Linked DNA regions of Danio rerio: region 2 is linked to region 1. A link is a contact called in public Micro-C data. All regions are on one chromosome and are shown on one strand. The core of a region is the stretch at or near the end of the contact, and the rest is flanking DNA. Distances in the headings are between cores, read along the strand shown.

The links. Hi-C and Micro-C count contacts between places; a contact is called where the count stands out from the background.
Region 2: a Micro-C map of caudal fin shows a contact between it and region 1, with 13 times the contacts expected there. The contact joins the promoter of med13b here to the promoter of thap12b in region 1. A contact is called at or near these places in 5 of 18 Hi-C or Micro-C datasets (caudal fin, embryo, hematopoietic stem cells and 1 more) and 1 of 4 datasets of contacts at active chromatin or transcription factors (embryo).

The regions. Positions count from the first base shown.
Region 1 is chr15:22,351,884-22,358,371 of GRCz12tu, forward strand. It overlaps thap12b (THAP domain containing 12b), which reads left to right and starts at 3,926. Exons shown (of 5, transcript NM_001002680.1): 1 at 3,926-4,082. The coding sequence starts at 3,994. It overlaps dyrk1ab (dual-specificity tyrosine-(Y)-phosphorylation regulated kinase 1A, b), which reads left to right. Exons shown (of 11, transcript NM_001347831.1): 11 at 1-438. It overlaps trnap-cgg (transfer RNA proline (anticodon CGG)), which reads left to right and starts at 650; the gene lies at 650-721.
Region 2 is chr15:22,577,920-22,584,407 of GRCz12tu, forward strand. med13b (mediator complex subunit 13b) reads right to left here and starts at 2,819. Exons shown (of 30, transcript NM_001083838.2): 1 at 2,191-2,819. The coding sequence starts at 2,259.

The DNA of each region.
Region 1 (6,488 bases), core at 2,676-5,175:
ATGGACCAAATTTGCTTTTAGTCAGATGCATTTGACATCAACAGGACAACATTAAAGGTAGGGCTTATGACTTGTACCGAAGGAATCTTTTCACAGGGTATGACGCATGTGTGTGTGTCCACACTTTTTATAATGCTCATGGTTTGCTAGGTCTGTTTCTCCCCTTTTCTTAGAAATGCATTCTAGGTAATTGTCACTGATACACAAGATCATGTTTTTTAATTCAACATTCTTCTGCCTTCTGATTATTATTTTTGAGTTTTCATATTTTCTTGACCCTTTTCATGCAACATGCACTATATAATTGAACAGCATGGGGAAAGGATAAGTGTCCACAGATTGTAAGCTCTAGTCAAGACTTTGCTGTGTATATGAAAATGCCCTTTGTATTATATTCAAACAGTCTTATGTATGATATATAAAAAATAACTTAATTGACGCGCTCTTGGCTTTTTTTCTTTATTCCATGGCTTGTTGCTTCACCACATCGAATCTAAACATTTCATTATAAACCTGTTAAAATAGTTGCTGCGGATTATCAAATCAATACACCAAAAAATCAAAAACTCAAAAATAAATTGGCGGATATTAAACTTTTTCAGTCAGTAAGTGGATGTTTAAGTGGCGGGAATTCTGATAAATATTGCGCGGCTCGTTGGTCTAGGGGTATGATTCTCGCTTCGGGTGCGAGAGGTCCCGGGTTCAAATCCCGGACGAGCCCACCTTTTTTTTTTACTTCCGAATATGAATTTGCTTTGACCTCACATGGTTCAAAATAAATGCTACGTGCTCAACTCCGACTGAAATATACGTCGTTTTGCTTACAAAGAACCATTGATCTAAATACAGAGATCAGACTAGTTTGATTCTCCGTCATGGCACTGTGTTCGGTTCTTTCGAACAGTTCATTGGTTCAGATTCAGTGATTCTTTACGTCACGATGTAATTATGAAATCACGCGCTGCATGCCGCTATGACAATGAAGAAAAGTAACACTTTTAAACCTCTGTTAAATAAAATTTGGCTTTTTAGTGGTTATAACTTTTTAAATGAATTAACTGTTAATTAAAAAAATAATGTTAACCTACAATGTTCAATGCTTACTTATTTCTTAACAACAGCACTGTACACAAACAATAAACATTCAAAAATAAAAGTAAAATTAAAGTTATAATTCATACCTCTACCTATAATAAAAGCTTTATTACTCAATTTTACACAGTAAGCTGCCTGCACACAACCCCAAAATTTAAACTTCAAATTTAGTACCACCCGTAATGAACTGTTTCAACAATAAAACACATTTATACAGCATCAAATGCTAATGGAAAACACCAGTGTTTCTTTAATTGTCACTTTAACTCTCTAAGAGTCGAGCACTGTCATATAAATAACATGAATGTCCTAGAAAACACCGGCAGGTAAGTGTTTTAAAGCAATGCTCTCAAACTCAATTCCTGGAGGGCCGCAGCTCTGCATATTAGCTCCAGCCACCTCCAACTCACACCTGCTTGACAGTCTCTAGTCTTGAACACCTTGATTATTTGGATCAGCTGTGTTTGATTAGGGTTGGAGCAAAACTGCAGAGCTGCAAGCCTCCAGGAATTGAGTTTGAGGCCTGATTTAAAGAAAATTGTGCATATTTGTGATTACTGCAATCCTTATTATATTAGCGTTACTTAATGATCACTCATCAGTACGATTCCATCTTTCCTATTGTAGATTAAATATTGGATAATGTGGGGTAATCTCAAATCATCTTACTAGTAAGTTGAGGACAGAGATGGCCAAGTTGCCGTCATGTCAATCGCTGCCAAACTAAATGTATCAAACAAGCTTGTGCTGAAAATGTATGTAAGGGAATGAGGGTCTGTTCTTAAGACGCCTAGCCTTTGCTGCCATCTACAGGATTTACAGGTCCTACTACACCAGAGGATCATGCAAGGTCAGAAAGTTGAAGAATTTTCGCTCTGTTTGATTGAAAGGAGAGGCACGGGTACTTTTATTATATCCTCTACATGTCAGGACTATAACCAGCCTGGTGAAACTTTATTAAAAAGTGGACCTTGTTACAGTTATACGCTTCATTTTCTATTAAAATGTGATTTAAATACATTTGAAGTACTATTTTTAGCTGGATTAGCTTGTTGGATAGTCATAACCACACTTTTTCATGTACCAAAATTCCAAAAATATTTTCTAGATAAAAAATAAAGAAATATGAAAAGATACTTATTTTAAAATACAAATTTATCCCATCATCTATTATTAGAGAAAAAAAAATGAATCAGTTTTCAATTAAACACAAGTCTATTGTCATTTAAGGCAGCATGGTTTGCCTCATAGCACGATTGTCTCACAGCAATAAGGTCGCTGGTTCGAGCCCCGGCTGGGTCAGTTGACATTTCTGTGTGGAGTTTGAACGTTTTCCCCGTGTTGGCGTGGGTTTCCTCCAGGTGCTCCTGTTTCTCCTCAAGTCCAAACACATGTGGTATAGGTGAATTAGGTAAGCTAAATTGTTTGCAGTGTATGAGTGTATGGATGTTTCCCAGAGATGGGTTGCAGCTGGAAGGACAAAAATTAGACAAATTCTGGACGTTTGTCAGTGAGGGGTGGGGTGGATTTTCGGAACCACCAGAACCCCCCTGGCTACAGGCCTGCTTCAGGCTGCTTGTATTTGTATTATAAACTTTACATTTTCAACTACCAAGCAGTGGCGCAGTAGGTAGTGTTGTTGCCCACAGCAAGAAGGTCGCTGGTTCGACTCTCTACTTAGTTGGTGTTTCTTGTGTGTTTCTGTGTTGTTGTCCCTTTAATCCAGGGTCACCACAGCGGAATGAACCGCCAACTTATTCAGCATGTTTTATGCAGCGGATGCCCTTCCAGCTGCAACCCATCACTGGGAAACACTCACACACTCTCATTCACACACATACACTTTGGACAATTTTAGCTTACCCAATCCACCTGTACTGCATGTCTTTGAACTTGTGGGGGAAACCGCACCCAGAGGAAACCCACGTGAACACAAGGAGAACATGCTAACTCCCCACATGCCAACTGACCCAGCCGAGGCTCAAACCAGCAACCGTCTTGCTGTGAGGTGTGACGTCGCCAAATAAATAAACATTGAAAATCCAAATAAAACCAGATTAACACCTTCATTAAAAAACATTGTTCACAAAATATCTGCCGAAATTGAAAATGAACTTAAATTATTTAATCAGTCTTGGCGTGGAAATGCAGTGAAAATGAAATGTTAAACCGGCAACTTCTTTTTATTTATCAATTTTACAAGGACATGGTGTTGTCACACAGTGAAAATTAAAATTTAATAATTTCAATTTTCATTTGACAGATATTTTGCGAACAGTTTTATAATTGTTAAGGGCATCCACTGTGTAAAACATATGCTGGATAAGTAGGTGGTTCATTCTGCTGTGGTGGCCCAAGATTAACAGTACTAAGCTACTCAGTACTAAGCTGACAAGAAAATGAATGAATGAATGAATAAAATCGCTGGAATTACCTTCCATACAAAAATAATAACGTTACATTTACAAAATGAAATTCATACTACATGCCCAGCACAACTAAATCTAATTTGTAAAAAAGTAAAAACCATTAATATTTTCACCAAATAAACTGGATTTTCATATTTATAAATCATGTTTTGAATTTACGAATTGGATTTTGTGAATGTGAATTTTGTTGCGGATGTATGACTTTTATTTGACAAAATTTTATTTATGAGACTGATCTGGCTCCACAATTCACTGAAAAGATCCGAATCAAAAGAGCGATTCGTAAATATCAACCGCTTTCAGTATGGCTGATGCATTGTGGGATCTAAGCGACTTGCATTGTGGGTAGACACGCCAACAATGCTAGTGCCTCATAGTTACGCGCCTAGTTCAGTTTTTGCAACGCTGAAATGATTAATTTAGTGTCATCGTAACTAATAGAAACTTAGTCTTCATCAGATCAGACACAATGCCAAATTTTTGTGCCGCTCCGAACTGTACTAGGAAAAGCACCCAATCCGATTTAGCTTTCTTCAGGTTTCCACGGGATCCAGAGAGGTAACTTAACGTTACGACTGTTTTTACAGCTTTATAACACTGTCACTGGCGTTCAGTAGCATCATTATATCTAATTAATTATTCATGAGGACTTATTCATGATCATATTCTTCATATCAAAACGCTTTGTATTGATGTCGATTGGGGGTGCTATTTTCATAGATGTTCGAGATGTTTACCCTATTAAGTTGTGCATGATCGTGCGTGTTTGGTTACGTAGTAAAATAAAGTAAATATTGTCAGTTTTGGTTTTCCCACTTGAAAAATGCTGTATTGTTTATAGTAAAGTATCTAAATCATAATCAAATTACACAATTTGTACAACTTAAATTCTACCACAATACAACACAATTTACTGTAGTAAATACTAAATGTAGGTATAAGATTCTGACGGCATGATAACCTTCACAGTATTGGGATTAACGTTACTGCTTTAAAAAGATATTTTTAAATGTGTGCAAAAAAAAAAACCTTTCCCACACTGAACCCAATGTTTTTCATTTTAGAAAACGTGCATAATGTTGGAACTGTACACATGTCAGTCTTATTAACTAAAATAAATCATTGACTTTTGCTTTCTTCGTTAGTTTCAAAAACAGATTTCCTCACAACCTGAAAAGACATTGTGTATCTTTTTTTCTCTGAATGTACATTAAACCACCGCACTGTTCAGGTCTATAGCATGTTGGGATGTTGCTGTATAAGTGATTTGTTTTTCAGATGTTTCCTGAATCATTGGCTGACTCTTGATGTGGAGTGGACTTTTATGCTGGATATACTGTTGCCCTAAAAAGCCTGCATAAAGTAGTAGTAAAAAATGTTAAAAAGGAATAATAATAATAGAAAATGTTGTGGTTTTAAAATCTAAACTGTTCTAAACTGCGGTAAACTTTGAAACTGGTTATCGTCCATGAGTACACTGTAAAACTCAACAGTGAACTTTCTCAAATGAAATGAGTGTAGTTAACTCAAAATTTACTGAAAGATAATTCTACTCATTTGAAAAGAGTTTTAAACTCCGTATTGAAGGCAATGAGTTAATTAAATACCACATTACTTTAACTAAAAATGGAGTAAGTTCACAGTACTCGTAGAGATCAGTTTTTAACACAAATGGTTTGTAGCGATCGATTTTCTCAAACAGTTTGAGTTGCCTTAACTTATTGGGTTTTACAGTACACAGTTGGTTTAAGTTCTCCATTTACTGGGTTTTACTGTGCTTAAATTGCTTCTTTTACTCAAATGGAGCAAGTTACAGTAACTCATTAGGATTCGTTTTTTTAACTTAAATGGTTTGTTGCAATCAGTTTCCTCGAATGGTTTGAGTTACCTTAACTTTTTGGGTTTTACAGTGTAGTAAAATCTAAACTATACTACAGTATTTCTGTGTTTACTATAGTTCTGATAAAACAAACTTATTATAATTATATAGTTTTAATAATATGGAATGCTGCTGTATCCATAATTAACAAAGAGTTTTAAAAGCACTACACTATGAATTTTAAGTTACTATAGTATTCTTTTCACATGGAGTTAGGGCTGCATGTTCCTGGAAAAATGTAACATTGCAATATTTTTTATTCTGCTATATTGTGCATCTGAAAAGTATTCATAGTATCCATTCACTTTATTCCACATTTTTTTATTTCGGCCTTATTCCAAAATGGATTAAATTCATTAATTTCCTCAAAATTCTACACACAACACCCCTAATGACAATGTGAAATTTTTTTTTTTTTAAATTGTTGCAAATTTATTAAAAATAAAAAAGCTGAAAAATCACATGTACATAAGTATTCACAGCCTTTGCTCAATAATTTGTTGATGCACATTACAATTACAACCTCAAGTCTTCTTAAATATATGTTGCCACAAGCTTGGCACACCTGTCTTTGGGAATTTTTGCCCATTCCTCTTTTCAGTACCTCTCAAGCTCTATTAGGTTGGATGGGAAGTGCTGGTGTACAGCCATTTTCAGATCTCTCCAGAGATGTTTAGGTCTTTAGGTCTGGGAGAGGATTTAGATCTGGGCTCTGGCTGGGCCACTCAAGGACCGAGTTGTTGTAAAGCCACACCATTGATATTTTGGCAGTGTGCTTTGTGTCATAGTTCTGCTGGCAGATGAACCGTCGCCCTGTATTGTAACATTAAGAAAAACATGGAAAAAGTGAAGCACTATAAATACTTTCCGGATGCTCTGCATATTGTGATGTGAATACGATTTCACTAGATGTATTGAATAACTGTTTGGAACGAAATTATAATTTTAGATTTACTGGGATAATTCTGTGAAGGAGTTCATTAAATACAATGAAAAATCTACAAGCATAGATGAATTCCTTATAGAAAAAGGTACTAATTAAATAAACAGCAATTTATTGTTTTCCAGAGGAGTCGATCTGTATT
Region 2 (6,488 bases), core at 1,569-4,068, 220 kb after region 1:
AAAAGGCAGACTGACAGGAAGCTTGTCATGAATTCTTAGTTCACAGATTAATCTACAACTATGAATTGAAGAAACCATCATAAGTGTAAATAGGAAAATGAGTCGTACATTTTTGCACATTATGCATGCAAAGTTCAACCTACTTTACTATTTAACCAATGCAGGTATTTAGTTCATGACAGACAAAACAGAGCACAAACTATGCTAAATTGTCTAGTATCATCTGTTGTTGTTGTTGTTAAGTTCATAGACAGTTTAAATCAGGATGTAACAACCTAATGACAGGCAATACCTCAACTGTTTACACTTTAATAACAAACTATCCTTAAACTAGCAGATATTGCCATACACAGTAGATTACAGTACATTAAGACAGATTTTGCATTACAAGTATTCTGAAATGACAGAGTTGTGCAAATAAAGTTTATATGCATAAATGAACTTGTATGAAATCATTTTAAAACAAAAATCTGAACAAAGTCAGCTTAAAATTCCTGCTTCTTTTTGGTGATGCATCAGTGCTATATGATCAAATACATACTTTTTAAAATCAGAACTTTTACATCACTTGCTTGTCCAACAATAAATGTTAGTTCTAATAATATTCTTATTTAACTAAGGGAAATCATGTTACAATTTCTCACAAAGATGCAAATGTGTACATATTTCAGTTTCTTGATATTGCTGTAAATCAGAGGTGCCCAAACTTTTTCTTATGAAGGGTCGAAATCCAAACTTTATTAGTGGGCCAAAGGTAAATATAGATGCCATGGGTAATTTCCTAATTAATGTAACAATATTTGAAAAAAAAAAAAAAAAACATTGCTTTATATTAACTAGTACAGTTTATACTGTATATATGAACTTATTACAGTAAAAACTAAAAAAATCTAATTTATAAAAGAATGGAGTTACACTAGTTTATGCCTTGATTTGCTCGCCGATGCATTCTTCATGGCCCTCTATTCATCGTGTGACAGTATTTACATTTTAAAAACTTAGATTCATTTACATTTAATTTAAACATTTATTTCCAGTTTACTTGAAAAAGGCCAAGCAATAAAACAAACAAAAAGAGTTATGTTAAATTAGGGCTGGGCGATAAAATTATTATTTATCGACCGAACACCACTGTCAATATTGATAAAATAAGGATGGTATGAAGTTTTGTTATGAAGCGCTACATTTTTATTAAAATGTAGCTGACTAAGCATGTGACACGGACATGTTGTGATCATTTTATTGCAATATCGTCCATCTCTTCATCAAATTAGAAAATGAGGATCTCTAATAATGGCATTGCCCCAACCCTCTCTATCATTCTCAGATGGAATGGTGGGCCAAATCAAAGGTTAGCTTTGGCCCGCAGGTCATACATTGAGCATCTGTGCTTTAAATCATGTTATTGTGAATACTATATTTTTCTTGTAAAAAAATATTAACACTTTTTCAAATTAAATTTGACTTGTAAACAAGTGATGAAACACATGATCAAAACATGCAAACAACATCACGTAAATATTTACCTTTTATGTCATAATTTTATTTACAAATTTATATTTTTACCACTCCATAAGCAAACCAAGAAATATATATATATATATATATATATATATATATATATATATATAAAAATCTGGCTACTATAGACTATATAAATAAATCTCTCTCTCAAAGCTATAAAAAGGATAAGAATATAATTGGGAAAGTTTAGTCATTGCAAGTGCTACTGAACTAAAAAATCCAGACTCCTTCTAAGAGGAAAATGTTTTGTAGATGAGAACTAAAAGACACTTGCGACGAGATAAACACTGAAAAGTAGTGGTTATGAAAGAAATCTCAAAATAACCAATTGTTATGCTTGCAGCGTCTTGATTTTGCACTGCTGCTGTTGTACATCATCACTTTCCCTGAAGCTGTTTTTCCACTTCAGAGATACTTCATGCCAACTACTTGTTCCAGTCAGTAAGTTCAGCAAGTGTTTACCAACGTTAGCAAACACGACCCAAATAACACAACAAAGCCGCATCCCACACGCAAACCTCCGTTTACACAACACCATAACACACCTGAACGCCTAACATACGTTTATAAAGCGGGTGTTTAGTTCGTATAAAGAGCAACAGGCCTCTGTTTGATTGACTGGCCGGCTAAAAATGGCTTCTGGCCCACAGTCAGTTGATCTCTTACCAGACAGAATAGATTGGAGTGGCAGTCCTCCAGGCTCGCCCCGTTGGGTACAAAACAAGAACTCATCATCAAAGCGCAGTCCGGCGAGCCATCCTCTCTTTCAGATCCCAGGAACAGATGATGCGATCGAGGCTTTTGGACCGGGTCTCCGTGTCTCGGACACAATCAGCAGGACGGCTCCGCGTCCAGCGAGCTAATTAGCTTAGCTCCGCTATTATTCCGCTAGAGGTTACTCGCTTACGTTACCAAGAAAAATGCGCTAAAAACTTTACCATGATCCGCGGCGAGATATGCTGTTCTCCCCGCGGATTTCGCTACATTAAATAATATGCAAGTACAGCAGTCCGAGGGGGTAGGGAGGTGAATTCAGCCCTCCCCCTTTAGCTTAGCCTAGCATCAGGCTAGCTGGATGTTAGCCTTGGCTAAGCGAGGCAGCAACAAACAGTTCAAGACAGAAGAGTTCAGCTGTAAATCTCGCTAAAATCACACTCTCCTCTTCAGGTCGTTGTCGGGCTGTCGTTGACGGCCATTCGCGAAGAAGTTGGTGATAAAAAGTGTAGCGTCGTGGATTAAAAAGCGCAGTTAAAAGAGGCTGTGCCGTGCAGCGCTCAGCTGTGTCTCACTGGTTTGTTTGAATACATTGGTCGCATCCTTTAATGGCGGCCACAGGGACACAACTCCACTACACTCGACTCCAGGCTGCTCTACTCTACTCTACTCGCCTGCGATTGGCAGCGCCGCGACTCGCGAGAGGAAAGAGTCGATGCTGGATTCCACAAAGATCCAAAAGAGTCGACTCATCACCAACAGAGCTGTCAAATCACTCCTTTTAGGGAAATAGATCTGTCTAACGCTGACCAAACATGTATACTTATTTAATGCTTAAAAGCAGTGTTGGGTAAACAAAAGATTATATATATATATATATATATATATATATATATATATATATATATATATATATATATATATATATATATATATATATATATATATATATATATATATATATATATATAGAGGGATGAATTATTTTTACCTTACAATATATTATAGCAATAACAATATATATATATATATATATATATATATATATATATATATATATATATATATATATATATATATATATATATATATATATATATATATATATATAAATATATATATTGCATTTTCAATCTAAAAAATAACTTACTTAGAAATAAGTTAACACATACTTTAACATTTCACATACTTAAAAATTAACTAAGTAACGCAAAGTAACCCAATATATATTGTTATATTGTTATATATATTGACTTGGGTGGAAAGAGGCAGTAAAATATTATTATAATTTTCAAAATTTCAATAGATCAAAAAAACAATGTGGTGATGAATAAATTCATATTAAATAAATACAAAGTTTAACCCTTTGATGCACAAGCTATGAAAACCCCTAAAAAAACTATCTAAAATTTTAGGTTATTTTATGCTTGGCTGAACTTCTTTTTTTACTTTTTAAATCAGTTTATTTCAGCATTAAATATTTCACAAGTATTAAAAATATCTTTTATTTCAGCGACCACAAATGAATACTCACATTTTTTGTGTTTGTTGATCAAGTTTACATACATCAGTCAAACATAATCCGTCTGTGCAATTGTGATAAGACAAATTTAATATTAATTATTTTAAAATGTATTAATTTGTTAAAAATATCATCACTGATAACCGATGACATACTAATTCATAACTGTATGAATTGGAGTGAAATGTATTTTTATACTTGAAAAACACGAGAACACCCCTCACAGAGCTCCCCTTTAAATGAATATTTTCTATAAGATGCTTTACAATAAAATACAATGAATGAGTACCAAAGCCGAAACTGGACCCAGTCTAACTAAAAAAAAAAAACTTGTAATAGACAGGAAAAATCAAGAGAAACATTAAATATAATTGTTTGCATTTTTTTTTGCAACAACTCATTTGAATTTAAATTAATTATTCTTGAATTCCTTAATAAATTACTAAACTCGAAATAAATGTAACTCTTCCATTTAAATGCAGCTCAAAGATATGTTCACTGAGATATTGACAAAAAGATGCATTTTCAAAAGCTGGTGATCTTATTTATGCTGAGCTCTGTAATGTAACAACATAAACTACACATTTATTAAAAACATTGCCTTTACAATATTATTTGATAACATTTTCACAATCATTTCTTATTTTCTTTCTTTTTGTTTTTTCTTTCTTTCTTTCTTTCTTTCTTTCTTTCTTTCTTTCTTTCTTTCTTTCTTTCTTTCTTTCTTTCTTTCTTTCTTTCTTTCTTTCTTTCTTTCTTTCTTTTTATGGAGGTGTCCATAATCCTGGACCAGGCCTTATCCTGAGCAGATGGTATTGATCCCGTGGTCCAGCCTGAACATCTTCCAGGGACCTACTCATACCTGTAGTTCTCCACAATGGATGTCCAGCGCTCTTCAACCTCCAGCGCCTAGATTGCAGCTCTGTTCAAGAATTTAAAATCTTGAAATGGTCATGCCGAGCAGAGCCTGGTCTCCCTTAAGGTTTTTTTCCTTTACTCTCATCAATTGGTGAATTATGTTTCTCGTCACTGTCACCACTGGCTTGCTTGGTTTGGGACTTGCAGAGCTGCGCAGCGTTGGATTTGCTCCTCAATGTTTGGACTTTCAGCAGTGAGAATTAAACCACACTGAACAGAACTAAACTGAACTTCAACTCTGAAAACTGGACTGACACTGTTTCAATTTACTAGAACTTCTGTGTTCAGCTGCTTTAACACAATCTACATTGTAAAATCGCAGTACAAATAAACATTAATTAAATAAAATTTCTTTCTTTCTAAAACAAAAGAATGACAACTTTTCAAAATTTAAATAACTTTATTGACAAACTGCATAACCAAAGCATTCAAAAGCACAAAGTTTTGCACCATATACATGCACTATATGCACTACAGAAATATAATAGATTTTGTTTTTATTAATATCTGCAACATTTTGGTGGTCTTTCTAGTCTCACTCGTTATACCAGCTTCTGGAAATATTGAAATGGTGAGCTGTGAGCTTAAGCTAATCTTTCTGAATCATTAATAAGAAAAGCTAGAAGAGAAATGCCATGACACTGACATTAAAATAATAACAACGCTTGACTGCAAATGATGAATGAAAAAACAAACTCATCATCACAAGGCAATATGGCATCTGTATCAACTGTTGTTGAAAACCTGTGGTAAATATGGGGAAAATTACATTTTACAAATTGACAACAACTGAACAGTAAAGCACTTTCTGGCTGTTTTGCTGAAATGTGAGACTTGAATAAAGAAGTTTATTGTTTTATAGAGTGTATTATTATCACAGCCCTTAAGGGTTCATTAAGGTGCCCCATTCCCACGTTTCCCCCTGCTGTGTATTTGACAAGCTAAAAGAGCTGTTGTGTGTTTAATTAGGTGCAGCAAGACATTGACAACCTTCTTTCTCTTAAATACACAAGACACTCAGTGCTGAAGTGAGAAGAAGGATAACGGTGTGCTATAAACATAGTATTTGTAAAAGAAAGTTTTCATTAAAACAATAAAAGCGTATTGCTGCTTTATTTTTTCTTTGTGCATTATAATGTGTAGAAACAAAATCAATTAAAAATTAAAAATGACAAAAAGTGACAGTTCATTATATTTGGGGACTGTAATAAATGCAGTCTATGAGCATTCATTCATTCATTTTCTTGTCAGCTTAGTATCTTTATTAATTCAGCGGAATGAACCGCCAACTTATCCAGCACGTTTTTATGCAGCGGAAGCCCTTCCAGCCGCAACCCATCTCTGGGAAACTTCCACACACATTCGCATTCACATACACTTCGGATAATTTAGCCTATACCCAATTCACTGGTACTGGTACTGCATGTACTCGCAACAATATTATTTGATAATAATATTCCACGCAAACTCAACGAGAACATGCAGACTCCACACAGAAACGCCAACTAACCCAGCCGAGGCTCGAACCAGTGACCTTCTTGCTGTGAGGCAACAGCACTACCTACTGCACCACTGCGTCACCAGTCTATGAACAGTACAACCTATATCAACCTATATAAATTTTAATAATAATAATAATAATAATACTAAAAAAAACTTTTTTTTAAATTGTATACTTATAAATTACTTATATATTACTTATACTTATATATATATTATAAGTATATTATATTATATTACTTATATAATATATTATTATATTTATATATATATATATATATATATATATATATACACATACATATATATA